Regions from separate parts of the Gossypium hirsutum genome. Here region 2 is linked to region 1. Evidence: chromatin contacts called from public Hi-C data. All regions are on one chromosome and are shown on one strand. Each heading gives the region's core, a stretch centred on a gene start, on an enhancer-like site or on the middle of the called end of the contact. The rest is flanking DNA. Distances are from core to core; before and after follow the strand shown.

The links. A called contact is a pair of places that touch in the nucleus more often than the background predicts.
Region 2: a contact with region 1 is called in a Hi-C map of leaf, with 1.6 times the contacts expected there. The contact joins the promoter of LOC121232028 here to the enhancer-like site in region 1.

Annotation. Positions count from the first base shown.
Region 1 is chrA07:6,067,882-6,074,773 of Gossypium_hirsutum_v2.1, reverse strand. LOC121232022 (signal recognition particle subunit SRP68) reads right to left here. Exons shown (of 14, transcript XM_041117349.1): 11 at 6,888-6,892; 12 at 6,373-6,520; 13 at 6,054-6,203; 14 at 4,890-5,384. The coding sequence ends at 5,163. Among protein-coding and RNA genes, the nearest start is that of LOC121232022, 7.9 kb to the right of the region's middle. Within about 2 kb of position 3,938, at least 4 of the 9 cell types and tissues checked have an H3K27ac peak or open chromatin away from gene starts, as enhancers often do. A contact at or near this core is called in leaf, where this site is marked.
Region 2 is chrA07:6,195,716-6,202,607 of Gossypium_hirsutum_v2.1, reverse strand. LOC121232028 (protein bicaudal C homolog 1-A) reads right to left here and starts at 3,732. Exons shown (of 1, transcript XM_041117361.1): 1 at 2,327-3,732. The coding sequence starts at 3,565. The coding sequence ends at 2,741.

The DNA.
Region 1 (6,892 bases), core at 2,689-5,188:
TATTGGTTTAAAAAAGGGTTAGTGTTAAGATTTTATTTATATATATACATAACCAAAACCTAAATTTATTATTTGATTTTTTAACTTTACAAATAAGTCATTTTAACTTTCTATTTATTTATTTTTTTACCTTTTATAGTTCTCAAACTTGCCTTTTTATTATTATCAAATCACCTCAAAATGGATGAAAAAATAAACGTTTTTTTAACTTTAATGATGTGGCATATATGTGAATTATCATGTGGATGGCATGTCAACATTAAATTAATTTTTTAACTTTTAAAAAATTCAAAAAAGTTATAAAATTACTTTTTAAAATTAGAAATCATTAAAAAATATTAAAATATTAAAAATTCAATTAAATGTTAACACGTCACCCATGTGACAATCCACATGTATGCGCCATGCCAACAGAGTTAACTTTTTCATCTATTTTGAGGTGAGTTGACAAAAAATGTAAGTTGAAGAGCTAAAAGAGGTGAAAATTTAAATAAAAGGCTAAAATAATATTTTTATAAAGTTAGAGGACCAAAAAAGTTATTATGCAAAAAAAAAAAGTTCAACCACCTATCTTAAATATGCTCGTTAGGACCTAAGCAATTCAGTTAATCATTAAAGTATAAAATTTTCGATTTGCTTTAATCAAACCGACCAATTACTCCCCCTTAAATTCATGCTAATTTCACTTAGATTTTGACACTATAGTTATTCAGCTTAAATATAATAATTAGATTTACTTTTATCTCCTCAAATTTTAATAGTAATAATAAATTGTAGGTCAATATTTGATATGTTGCCAATATATTTTTTTAACTCCACAAATAGAGTTAAATGACAATTCTTTTATATTTTTATTTTTTAAAATATATTACTGCACCCTTGTTAAGTATGACATCAAAAGAGATAGACAAATCCTTAGCCCCCAATAGAAATTTATTATTTTAGTCTCTTGAAGTTTTTAAAACTGTAAGTTAGTATAATGGTAAAAATACACTTTAATCTCTTAAAAGATGAATTTTTTTAGTTTAATCTTTTTAAAATTCTAAAATAATAAGTTCATACAAAAATAAAATTATAATTTAATCCCTTTAAAATTTTATAATTTAACTTTGCCCCCAAAAACAAAGTTTTGGTTTCGTTTCTGCCTATAGGGTACTTTCATCATCCCCAACCCTAATTATGGAGATTAAAGACTCCTCTGCCAGTATACCAAGTGTCGAAACCGTTTTTTTGAAAACGGGAAATCGACTTTTGAAAATGAAAAGTTGGGAGTCGCCACCAATCGTTTTTAATAGGGTATGATTGGATCACCTCAAAACACGGTCGTTTTTAAGAAATAAATAAATTTTCCAAAACGACGATTTTGGTCTGCGAAAATAGCAAACCGGTTCGGGAGTCAGTTACGTACGAGGAAGGACTAGCACCCTCAACACGCCCAAAATTGGTACTTGATTGATTATTTAGTGTCTTAATGTCGAAAATTAAAGATTTGGACAGAGTTCAAAACGCGATCCTCTTTTTATTGGCTTTTAAAACATTTAGGTAAGTCAAATGTGTATTAAAGACCATCTCACCTCAAGGTAAAACATTACATCCAGTACGTTAGGACACAATATTTTTTACCCTCAATTGTGAGCTTGCCTTTTAAACATGCGCTTTAGCCTTAAGAGGATATTCGAATATTCAAAACAAACAAAGAAAGCGAAACCCAGTACGTTAGGGCACGATTCTTCGAATTCTTTAAATACCGACCATTGCCTTTATTTTGAAAATTTTTTAGAGTGAACTGGTAAGAGGATATCCGAATATTCAAGACAAACAAAGAAAGCAAAACCCAATACGTTAGGGCACGATTCTTCAAAGTCTTTAAATACCGAACATTGCCATTATTTTAAAAACAATTGAGAATAGATCTGTGAATAAATTAATTTGGGCAATTAAAATTTAAAAAAACGAAAATAATGGTATGTCACATGCAAATAATATTACCATAATAAGCTGAACGATGCATATTAACAATAAAACATAGTGGCAAAAAAAAAGATTTAATGACAATTAATAAAATGGTAGTGGTAACATGTTAATAATGGTACAAACAAAAGAAATAAAAACAATTATATAAATATATAAAACAGAAGAAAATAGGAAAAAGGATTCCTGTAATACACATATTAATAATAAGAAAATAGTCAAAATAGGCAGAGTATAGTTTTAAAACGGGATCTTCAAAAGAAATAAATTGTATATATGAAAATATAATATATATACATAGATAAAGAAAGGATCTATACATAAAAATAATAATGTGAAAACGATAATATATATACATATGGAGGGATAAAACAAATATAAAAAGAAAATATATAGGGTAATGAAAATGTAGAATTAATTAACTATAATAATAGTAATAATAGAATAATGCTACAATAACAATAAACATAGTAATAACGATTAAAATAATAATAACAACAACAAAATAGAAGACAATAATAATAATATATTAATAAAAATAATAATATAAAAATAAAAAAATAAAAAAATAAAAAAATGTTTCTAATAATAATAATAAATCAATAATGATAATAAATATATACAAAATAATAGTAACAGTAATAAAATAAGTATAATAATAATATAATAATAATAATAACAATATTAAAAATAACACTCTCCCCCTTCCTTCTAAATCCGGCCATCGGTTCTGCCTTGTTCCGGTCACCGGACCCCCACGGGCCACCGTCGGCGGCACCGTGCAAGGCAGCTGGACCTAAAAAAAAATATTTTTCGGTAATTCTAAAATAGGTAAGCTTCTTCCTTTTATTTTTATTTTCGTATAAGAAAACAAAATAAAATTGAAAGGAAAACAATAAACAAAAAAGAATTTAAAACGAGAATAGACAAAAAAAACCTCTTTTGCTTTGATATTTGATTAATCTCCAAAAAAGAACTCCCCCCTTGTACAATAGTTTTGAATGGCTTTTATAGCCAACTTTTACAACTGATTGCCCTTTCTTTTTATAGGCAAGTGGGGTGATGGAGATAGTGGATGGTTTAGTGGGATGATGGAGTTAGTGGGGTGATTTAGTGGGGTGATTTAGTAGGGTGTGGGGGTGATGGAGGTAGTGGATGGTTTCTCGTATTGGGTCATGGCATAAATTAGTTGGGCTGTGTAGTGTATTTGAGTTTGGGTTTGTGAGCTTTGGGCCCGAGCATAAATTTGGTCCTACACCAAGTATTATCCTATAATCTTATACTTGATGAAAAATGCTGGTAAGTGTATTGGAGAAGAAAAAATTGGGTGATTTTGAATGCATTGATGCCACTTAGTTTTTTACTAAGAGAAATAGTTGATGAAGCATGCAATGCAAGCTTCATGTTATCAATAAAAGGAAAGGCAAATGTTTGGTAGAGAATATTGGACCATTATCTCTCTCCTTTTTAAAGGAGGAGAAAAAAAAGGTTAGGCAATGGTAATTGTATTATTGGAACAATAGACCAAATGGTCCTCCACATTTTCCTTTCTCTTAATCACACCTTTAAGAATCCAATCTCATACGTACACCCAAATTCACTTACTTTGCCTCAATTTGGAGACTTTTTTCTTCCCTTACCCAACTTCACAATTTTACTTACCAAAGTCCCTAGTAATTTAACTTCACAACAAAAATTAAATGAAGGACATGTATCTGTTATTATTATTATTATTATTTTAATATTATCTAAAAACATGTTTTAGTGTTTGTAGAGTTTTTTAACCTTAACGGATTTAGGGTTTGATTTAAGGTTTTTTTTTTAAAAAAACAAGAAGATGGAACAAAATGAGGAAGAAATGAAGAGAAAAATTGAGTTTATAATTTGCATGAATCCTATTATTCTCCACCACCATTAAAAGCTTATAATGATTTTGATCAGAGTGGTACAAGATCCATAAGCCCATTTCAGGCATGTTAGTTTAGAGGCCCAATTGCCCATCGCCTAAGGGAAGACCTTCTATAAAAATATTAATCATATAAAATGTGTAAAATATATAATATACATTTAAATAATATTTAAATTCACTAATATTATTATATATGAAATCTATCAACTTAGAATTATAATAAAAATATAAAAATTAATTGATTGTAACTCATTATTCATGTTTTGATTTATTAAATATGAGATTAAATATTTTTTAAATAATTAATATAAATTATTCATAAAATTTAATTTGAACATATAAATCATATTTTAAATATTAAAATAACATTAAAAAAATATTCCAATTTTAAATATATAATAATATATAGTTGAAATAAATTTCAAAAAGGAAAATAGTTAGAAAATTCAATATAAATATTTAAGAAACTTTACCGTTTTTTGGCTGTGAGAATTTTAATGTTAGATGATAAATAAGAATTAAAAACATGATCCACTAATGTATTTTATAAAATTTTAATTTAAGGATAAAAACCGAATTTATATATAAATTTTAGTCAATTAATTTTAACTTCAATTGTAAGTACAAAAGAATTAATTTTAATTTAACTGTATACATTTAAATTAATAAATGCATTTATTTATTTTCAGATTAAATTAATATAATTGTTTATGTACATAATATATCGATAATGTTAGTTAGTTACTATAAAAATTGAATCAAATACAAATTTCATAAAATCAAAATTCATATATGACATTATACATTAGATCAAAGTTCCTGTATAATTGTGATATTTATCCCTTTAATTTTACATGGTAAAACATCTATTTAAATATTTCCATCCAAAACTGCATTTGAAGATAAAAATATTGGCTTAACAAAATAATAATTCAAAATTAAACAAAAATTAAATCTGTAAGATCAGTCAAAATCTATTATCCATACAAGCAAAACAAATTCAGATATCTAAACTAAAATAAAAATGGATTCAGATCTCAAATTTAAGGAAATTCCGATCAGATACAATAAAACTAATATCAGAATCTGAAAATCATCCAAATAAAAAAAAACGATTTTTTACTGTCCAAAATATTTCACATCATCTCAGTCTAAATACCAAAATTTTGCAGTTAACCAAATCATGAAGTCAAACGTCAAAAGTCAAAAGCATGTGAAAAGAAAGCGGTTTTTAATTTTTGGTTCTATTCCTTTCAAATCAAATCTTACCTTGAACTGTAACTCAACCCCAAAGCCTACTAATGAAACCCTTCTTGTCTTTCTTCATCCTGTTTTCTATAGATGGGAAATCAATGGCATTATAAGCCAAGTCTAAAACGATTGGATTACGGGGTATTGACTGGAAGGCCGGCGGGAAGGGTTCTATACGCGGAACAGCTTTCACATTTGACTCACTAATTGCGGGCTCGTAGAGATCGAGTTTCTCGAGTAGGTATTTTTCCACCTGAACCACTCCAAAGCAGCATCATTACAACAATGTAGCAAAATCGGGATCATAAGCAAAACAAATTATCATGAACGAAGGAGTTTATGCAACAATGGAAATAAATGTTATCGTGATAATTTCTATAGGATTCAAAATTAGTTAAGGATGCCAGTGGGTATTATGCAATTTCTACAAAATCCAAATCTAAATATGCAAATCTGCTTAATATTTGCATTAAATCTACGAGTATTATTATTTGGAATCCAAATCGGAATTAATTCAATTATCTGTAGGATATAAAAATCCACTAAATATTTTAGTATAGCAAGTCCAAAAGTTTTTCAAAAATAAAATGGATAATGGATTTGGATATCTGAATCTGGCTCCGTAACCCACAAAAGTAAAGTGGATTCAGATAACAGATATCTGAATTCGTTATCTCCAAAAGTAGAGCATATTTGAAATTCTGGATAATGAATATCGAAGGGTTAATATCCACATCCGCGCCAATCCACTATGGATGGTAAATAATTTATTCAAATCCGAATCCGCAATATTTGAATATGCAAAAAAGTAAGTCAAATATCCACAAATATCTGACTCTGCAATTTCCATTGCCATCCCTAACTGATTGACTACTTGAGAACTCATCATGTAAATAGGAAACTTTTTAAATATAAATTATACCTTCTTGTCAGCTCCAGTTAGTGATATAGTAGATATTTTCTTTGAAAGATTCTCAGGAGCTTTCACCTCCTCGATAATTCCAGTTGCATGCTCTATGCAACTGTAAGATCGGCATTCATCATATAAAGTCTTCAACTCTTTGATCATCACCTGTAAATAATATAAAGGTACCAACTAAATACGGATCAGATGTCTGAACCCAAAGTTAAGAGACAGTGCTAAAGAAAACGTTGCAAGTGTCAAGCACGTCATTTGCATATATACATGCATTCAGCAGTTTAACACAGAAAATATACCAAAAATAGTGGGGAAGGCGAACCCTATTAAATATAGACAACTGATCGGTTTTACTATGAGCTTGAAACTTCCATAGGGCATTCTCGGCGAGAGAGCGAGCACGGCAGTATAGCGCATATGCTTCGGATCTCTTTCCAGCTAAACTATATGATCTTGCCAAGTAGAAGCACCTGCAAAGAAATCCAGAGGTCCATGCATCAGTTTCACAAGGCAACCTCTTGTAGTAATGCACCCGAAATTAATGTTAAAAAACAATGAATCGCTTCTAAGTCAACTTAATTTCATCATTTGAAATGCAGGAAATTAACGATTCTATTTCACTACTCCTAACAGCACCACGAAGGAGAAAAATCCTTCAAATGAAGAAACTGGAGAAAACTGCAGAATGTCATCATCCAGAGGTCAAAAATAATATTTTATTTTCTTGGAAAAGGAGAACAAGGATATTATTTAGAACTGGTTGATGCAGATATTTAAGCATAAATATGCTACCCAATAAAAAGGAAGACTTTATAGAGTTATGTAAGAGAAATTAACCTTTC
Region 2 (6,892 bases), core at 2,483-4,982, 130 kb before region 1:
GCTACTAACATCCATTATTAACTTAACCAACCAATGATTAATTTGTAACTTTTGAATAATTAACATTAATCTTGGCTTACCCTAATTTGTAATAAGTTTATATAATCCAAATATTTTAATAAAATGTATCAATTCCCAACTTAACATAGCCAAACAAATCAAGTCAATGTCTAGCAGTATTTCGCATTCAACCCTTCTCATGCGCTAAAAATGGTGTGAATTTATGAATTCCAGGTGAAGCCAACTAAGCCGTGAAGATGTCTAAATTAAAGAAATCGGCTAAAGCAACGAAAATAACAATTATAATCCATTTATACTAGTGTAAAATTAAACAGTTTTACATCCTTTTATATTTTTATATGACTAATATTTTAACAATCCAATTGTTGATCTTTAACCTCCTCTCTCCCTTGTTCGGTCGGAAATCCGAACCTACTCCGTTCATTGGCTCCTACTGGTAATTGATAAAAACATAGTTATACTGCTTTGTCATGCCAAGCCAAGTCAAGCTAGGAACCAGTTTTTAACACAGTCCTCACCAAGATGGAAAATCTATGGGCAAATTTCCTGTCAGCATATCATCCATATTCATTGTTGTTTTCTGTTTTCGACTTATGCTACCTAGACTCCTATATATTTTCTTAATATACACATGTCCTGCACATATTTCAGCATAATCATGGGACTATACATGATGGGCATTTAAGTATAACATAGTATTCTTCAAAAATGCTGGCACCATTTATCTTTGCATCTCATCCCAACTCAGTATGAACAATTGTCTATAAAGAAGATATGAAAGATCCCAAAAGTAATATATAACACCCAAAGTTACTAATCTATTAGTATTTAGCAACTTTAGGTTTTCATCACTTAGCTTCAAAAAGTTATAAAATTGTCATTAAACTATTCAAAAATTTTCATTTAAGTTCTTAAACTGTTAAAATTATTGTTATATGGCATTCTTTGTTTCTTTGTTTGCACTTTCTGCACCAATCAAAAGCTCTTATTTCGTCTCTCTTTTATCTGTCAGATCGACTTGGATCTAAGGTATACTCTTCTACTTGTCAATGAATATTGATCCACAATACCGATCATGAAATCGTCACTTGGAGTTCGCTAGCCGGATTTTAAAAAAAACTTAACAATCCAATAACTAAAATAAAAACTTTTGAATAGTTCAATAATTATTTTTATAACTTATTGAAGTTGAGTAATTAAAATATAAATCAACTAATAGTTTAATGATCTTAGGTATAGTTACCCATATAAGAAACAAAAAATGCATTCATGCATATGGCCCTAAAACAAATCCACTAAAACTGGCTTTGGCAAAGGGACTTGGGATTGAAGATGAACTACCCTAGGTGGAAGAAGCTGCTCCACCTAGTTTTTGGCATGATATTATGATGTGTTAAAACTTTTTCTAGTTTTCAATAGCAATTAAATATATTTCTCTTGAATAAAGGTCAACCAAATTAGCTATATGTTTGACAATTTTGTTTCTAGAGGGAACAAATATAGAAACTTCAACAACCGTAGCAAAGAAACATTTATTGCGCCATTGCTTCATTCCAAGCTATTAACCTTCTGGATGAATACGTCACAGTAATCACAATGCATGTTGTCAAGGCTACATGGTGCATTTCTATCCACTAGCAACTTGGTAAATTACATTTTATTCCTTCTACTAAAAAGGCAAATTAATCTCTTTACATATGATTGAAGAGTAAATTAGTTTTTTCTGTTAAATTTTTTATTCATTTATACTGTTAAAAACTGAAGTGATTGACAAAATAATCAACAACAGGCACGTGGCGTGTCACGTATACCACATGCTAATGTATATTGACCAATTTTTAACAGTAAAAATGTAAATTTTTTACCAAAAGCATTATTTTATTTTTTGATCTAACATATAAAAATTAATTTACCTATTTCCTGAATGAAAAGAACAAATTGCAGCCCAATTCTTAATACAATAACCTCTAATTACTTTTTAGTTAAGTGCATCAAATGCGCCTTCCCTAAAAGGGTCTAGCCTTCACAACACAAATCACTAGTCTCATAGCTTAAAGAAATAACAATATAGCATCTAATTGTAAAACATATATTCCATTCAATGAGAAAACAATAGGAATATGATTTGAAAATACTTTAATTTTCGTCAAGCACTTTTCTTTAACCAAAATACAAGCTAATATTATCTTGTCTCACTTTCTTTTTTTTCTATTAAAATTCTCAACAATAGTTAGCATTAACTTAACAAAAGAGCACCTTAAAAATCTAACCAAAAACCCAGTAAAACTACCATACAAACCCGCTCTACTAAAATTCAAAATGCATTTTATTCTTAAAAATGAATAAATTAATCCCTGTACATTTGATTAAAGAGTAAATTTATCTCTTCTAGTAAAATTTTCATCAATATTTATTATTAAAAATTAACGATATTGACAAAACAACTGGACAATTTCAGTGCCACAGAAAAAAGACCAATTTTTTACCTAGAATTGGACAATTTGCTCTTTGATATAATATAATATAATGTATAGGGACTAATTTGCTACGAGTGAAAACGTAAAAATACAATACTCCGTCAATGATACTTTTACAAAAAAAAACCCTAATGATTCTCCTACTTCACTACACCAAATGTTAATGTAAACAGAGAAAGAGCTAATAAAAGCTTTAACTTACATTGCAATGGCGGATAAATATCTCCATCACTGCAAAAACGTTATGAAAACCCTTTACTAAGCTTCTGAATAGCACAAAACATTTTCCTTCTAGAACCAACTGCATTTATTCCCATATCTTTCAAATCTTCCAATGTTAGCAATGGCAAAACCTCATCATCAACTTCATGGATCTCGAAAAGTGGAGCGTACCTTCCTAAACCCAATTTATTTAGCCATATTCGAACCCCATCTTCATGCACTGGTCTCCTTCTGTGGATACCCAAATTATCCAAACAATGAATTGGACTCTGTTCTTTAATGGGACTCTCTGAATTCTCCATATCGAAACAATCGTTATCTTCACCACCACTGTATTTATCTTCCGTGTTGTTTTCGCCGTTGATATTAGCGTTTCCGCCGCTAGAATTGTCGAATTTAGGAACCCAATTGGATCTGATCCGTTTAATAGCGGGTCCCCGTTTCTTGATATCTTTAACCCTCCAGCTACCAATTGTGACGCCGTCTAAATTATTATTGTTTTCGTTAGCTTCTCTTTCGTCATCGAAGGTGCCGTTGTTGGTGGTGTCAGCGGCGGCGAGATTGGGAACAGTGCGAGTTTTTGACGATTTAGAATTCAAACCGCCGACTGAGGTGTTTAACGAATGGTGGGGTTGGTTTTTCCATTGCTTAGAGGCGGCAGATACGGCGGAGGGAGCTGTGGGTCTTCGTGTGTGAGAATCATAGGATTGGTCGCCACCAATGTCGCCTAATCGAACGCTGGGACGTCTTTGGCGTTTGGATCCAACGGTGTCGGATGAAACGACGGCGACGGAGGGTGGTACGACGCCGTTTAGCTGGTCATAGGATTGCTGTATATCAGCCATAAGTGGGGGGTTTGGGGGGTAACGGGTGGGAAAGAGAAGCTGAAATACAAGAAAGTGAAGTGGGAAGACACTGTGGAAGTGATGTTTGGGTAATAACACGTGTCCTCATTACCTACAAAGGAGAGGACTCTCTGAGTCAGCCCCGTGTTGTTTTTTATTTTCCTTCTTCCTTGCCCTCAATCCTTTTGGAGTTAACAATTATTAGCGTATTTTTGTTATTATTTAATTATAATAATTTTTAATTTAGTTATTAATGTCTTAAATATAAATTTTTTGATTATTTATATTTTAGGTTTTTTTGTCACTTTTTATTTAATTGTTAATTAAAGTGATGATGTGATCTTTTTCTAATCGGTATAATAACATATTTAGTCATCAATACTTACACATTCTATCAAGTTGATCATAATTCTAAATAATTCAATAAATTTAAACATCTACATTTACAAATTTTTATCAATTTGATCCACAAACATATATAATTAAATTTATTTAATTATATACCATTATGAAAACTACATACACGAAACCTTTATCCAATGACATTGTCAAATATGTGTGTTATCTCATAAGATATCATTGACCCCTTTAGGTTAAGTTCATCACCTAATCCGATCCATTTTATCTGATGATCAACATTTTATCTTTTGCAATGAAAACGACTATCACTTACAAACAGCAATGATTAGTCATTCATCGTAAACAAATAACCTATGGTCACGCTCCATTTTTATAATTCATACAATACCAGTGAGGATGTCACTCTTTTTTTTTAAGTTATGATTCCACTACTGTAAGTGAAATCATGTCATGCACAAGTCATTTGCTCAATATACCAACTTTTGACCCACTACCATGAGAGCATAGGCTTTTAATATATCAAAATGTATCATTTATACACACATGACGATTCACTTACATTGGATTAAGGTAATTAGCACAATGAATGTCATAAGTGAAAAAACCATAAACAGCTCTAGGATAAATTCATCTTGGATTTAGTCTAAACAATCACAACTATATTTCTATTTTTAGGAGTCAAATTAGTTTCGATAGCCAAGATGGGCATTTTCCCAATTGTATTTATAGACGACATAATAATCTTATTTAAAATTAAATCATTTTCTCTATAAGATTCTATATACCATGGATAATTTAGATTACTTACTAATAATAGTTATCTTCTCGCATTATAATTGTCTAGATAATCAACTTACTATTAGTTAAACCTTAGGTAACCAATGAGCTATTATTTTCTTATGGATTTTACTTTTTATATAAAAACCATTGCAAACAATCATATAAAAATTAAGCAAAAGAACGTGTGTTAATTTCATTTATTCAATCAATTTGGAAAAAAAATATACAAGCAATCATGACGAAATTAAGAGCACAAATCCTAATATTAGCAATAGCTTGTGCCAGTGTCACAGGATTTGTAAAGAAACCCGCGACCAAGGCACACTTTGATGTTCCTTTTTGTTCATTGGGGGTCATTCGGCCCAACTGAATTGACCCATTGCTTGGAAAAGACTCAAAGCCCATCTACTTGGAACCTGGCTAAATTGTAAACATTATATTTTGTCAGGATAATTATTGTAAATCCTAAAGGATAAATGTAACGCCCGAATCCTGACCTTATCGTCGAGTTCGAGCTACGGTGTAACAGCCCAGTTTAGATCCTAGTCGGAATAGTGGTTTCGGGACACCAATTCGAGTCAAAAAAATATTTTAATATTATTTTCTGTGCTTATAATACGTGAATTAATATGTGTGAAAGTTTCATATAAAAATTTGATCGTTTGTATGCCTAATTTAGAAAAAGGACCTAATCGTGTAAAGTGCAAAAGTGACTTGCTATTTGTTAAAGTACTAAACTGCTAAAATATCATTTACATGGTGAGTGGACATTAATGGCCTTAATGTTAATCTTTTATATGTTTCTTAATCATGGATAAAATGGTAATTGATGTATTATTATGTATTAATTAAAAAAAACAAAAATGTGGCCATTTTGTTCATCTTTTCATACCGAAAATATAAGAAAAGAAAGGGTTTGATCTGTTTTCGATAATTTCTATGTTTTTGTGATTATTGCTTAGTGTTCTATCTAGCCCATGTCTTAATTTCTAGAACCGATGATGATTTTGAGTTATACCATTGATGAAATTGTGAGTTTTGTGACGTTAATTGATGAAATATGGAAGCTTGATGATAGATAAATATGTTTTGTATTGGGATTTTTGATGAATTTGATTATTATGGGCTAAATTGTGAAAATGAGATTTTGAGGGACTAAAATGTGAAATAAATAAAATATATGGGCTAGAGGAAAATTCGGCCTAGCATGTGTAACATGAAATTATGTGTATTTTTTGATTCTATGAATTAGGGACTAAAGTGTCAAAAAGTAAAAAGTGAAAATGTGAGGGCTAATTTGTAAAATGCCCTAAATATGTACATATGGATTGAATTGAATGGTTTGTTGAATAAAATAGTTAAATTTGAATGTGTATAGATCAAGAACCAAAGAAAATGAAATTAGATCGGGAAAAGTTGAAAGTAGTTGAATAGCCGTTCGTTTCCGTTCATTCCTGTACAAGGTAAGTCGATATACAAATAAATGTGTTTGAATTGAATTATTATTGCTTATATGTTAAATGAATAGTGAAGAATGGCTATTTGAGTTGAAAATGAGAAATCCGAGAAAGTTCCGATAATGTGACGACGTTTGAAAAGTCCCGTATGAAGCATAGGAATAGTTAGGATACATATGTCATGACATAGGATTTCGATGTGTGATTTCGTGTAAGACCACATCTGGGACGTTGACATCGATTTGAGGTTTACGTGTAAGACCATGTCTGGGACATCGGCATCGTATTTGATTTTGTGTAAGACCCTGTCTGGAACAGTGGCATCGATATTTGATTACATGTAAGACCACGTCTGGGATGTTGGCATTGTATGAGCTTTTCAAGCTATCCACGTATCCTATTTGATTCCGTACGGTTCAACGAGCATTTCGAGAAACGAATGACTATGTGAATGTGTATCCAATTCAGGTACGTTTGAAATATATATCATGTTTGAGAAAAAAAGGTAAGTATATGTACATTTGTGGACATATGATATATGTGTGAATTATTATGAGAATGAAATGTGTTATATGTAAGTGAATTATGATCAAATGAGCTATATAAGACATATTAATATGTGATTGTATTTTTCCATGAGCTATATGAATGAATTGGTTTAGAAATGTGTTATGAGATAAGTTTATTTGTATATGGCTTACTAAGCTTTTAAAAGCTTACTCTGTGTATG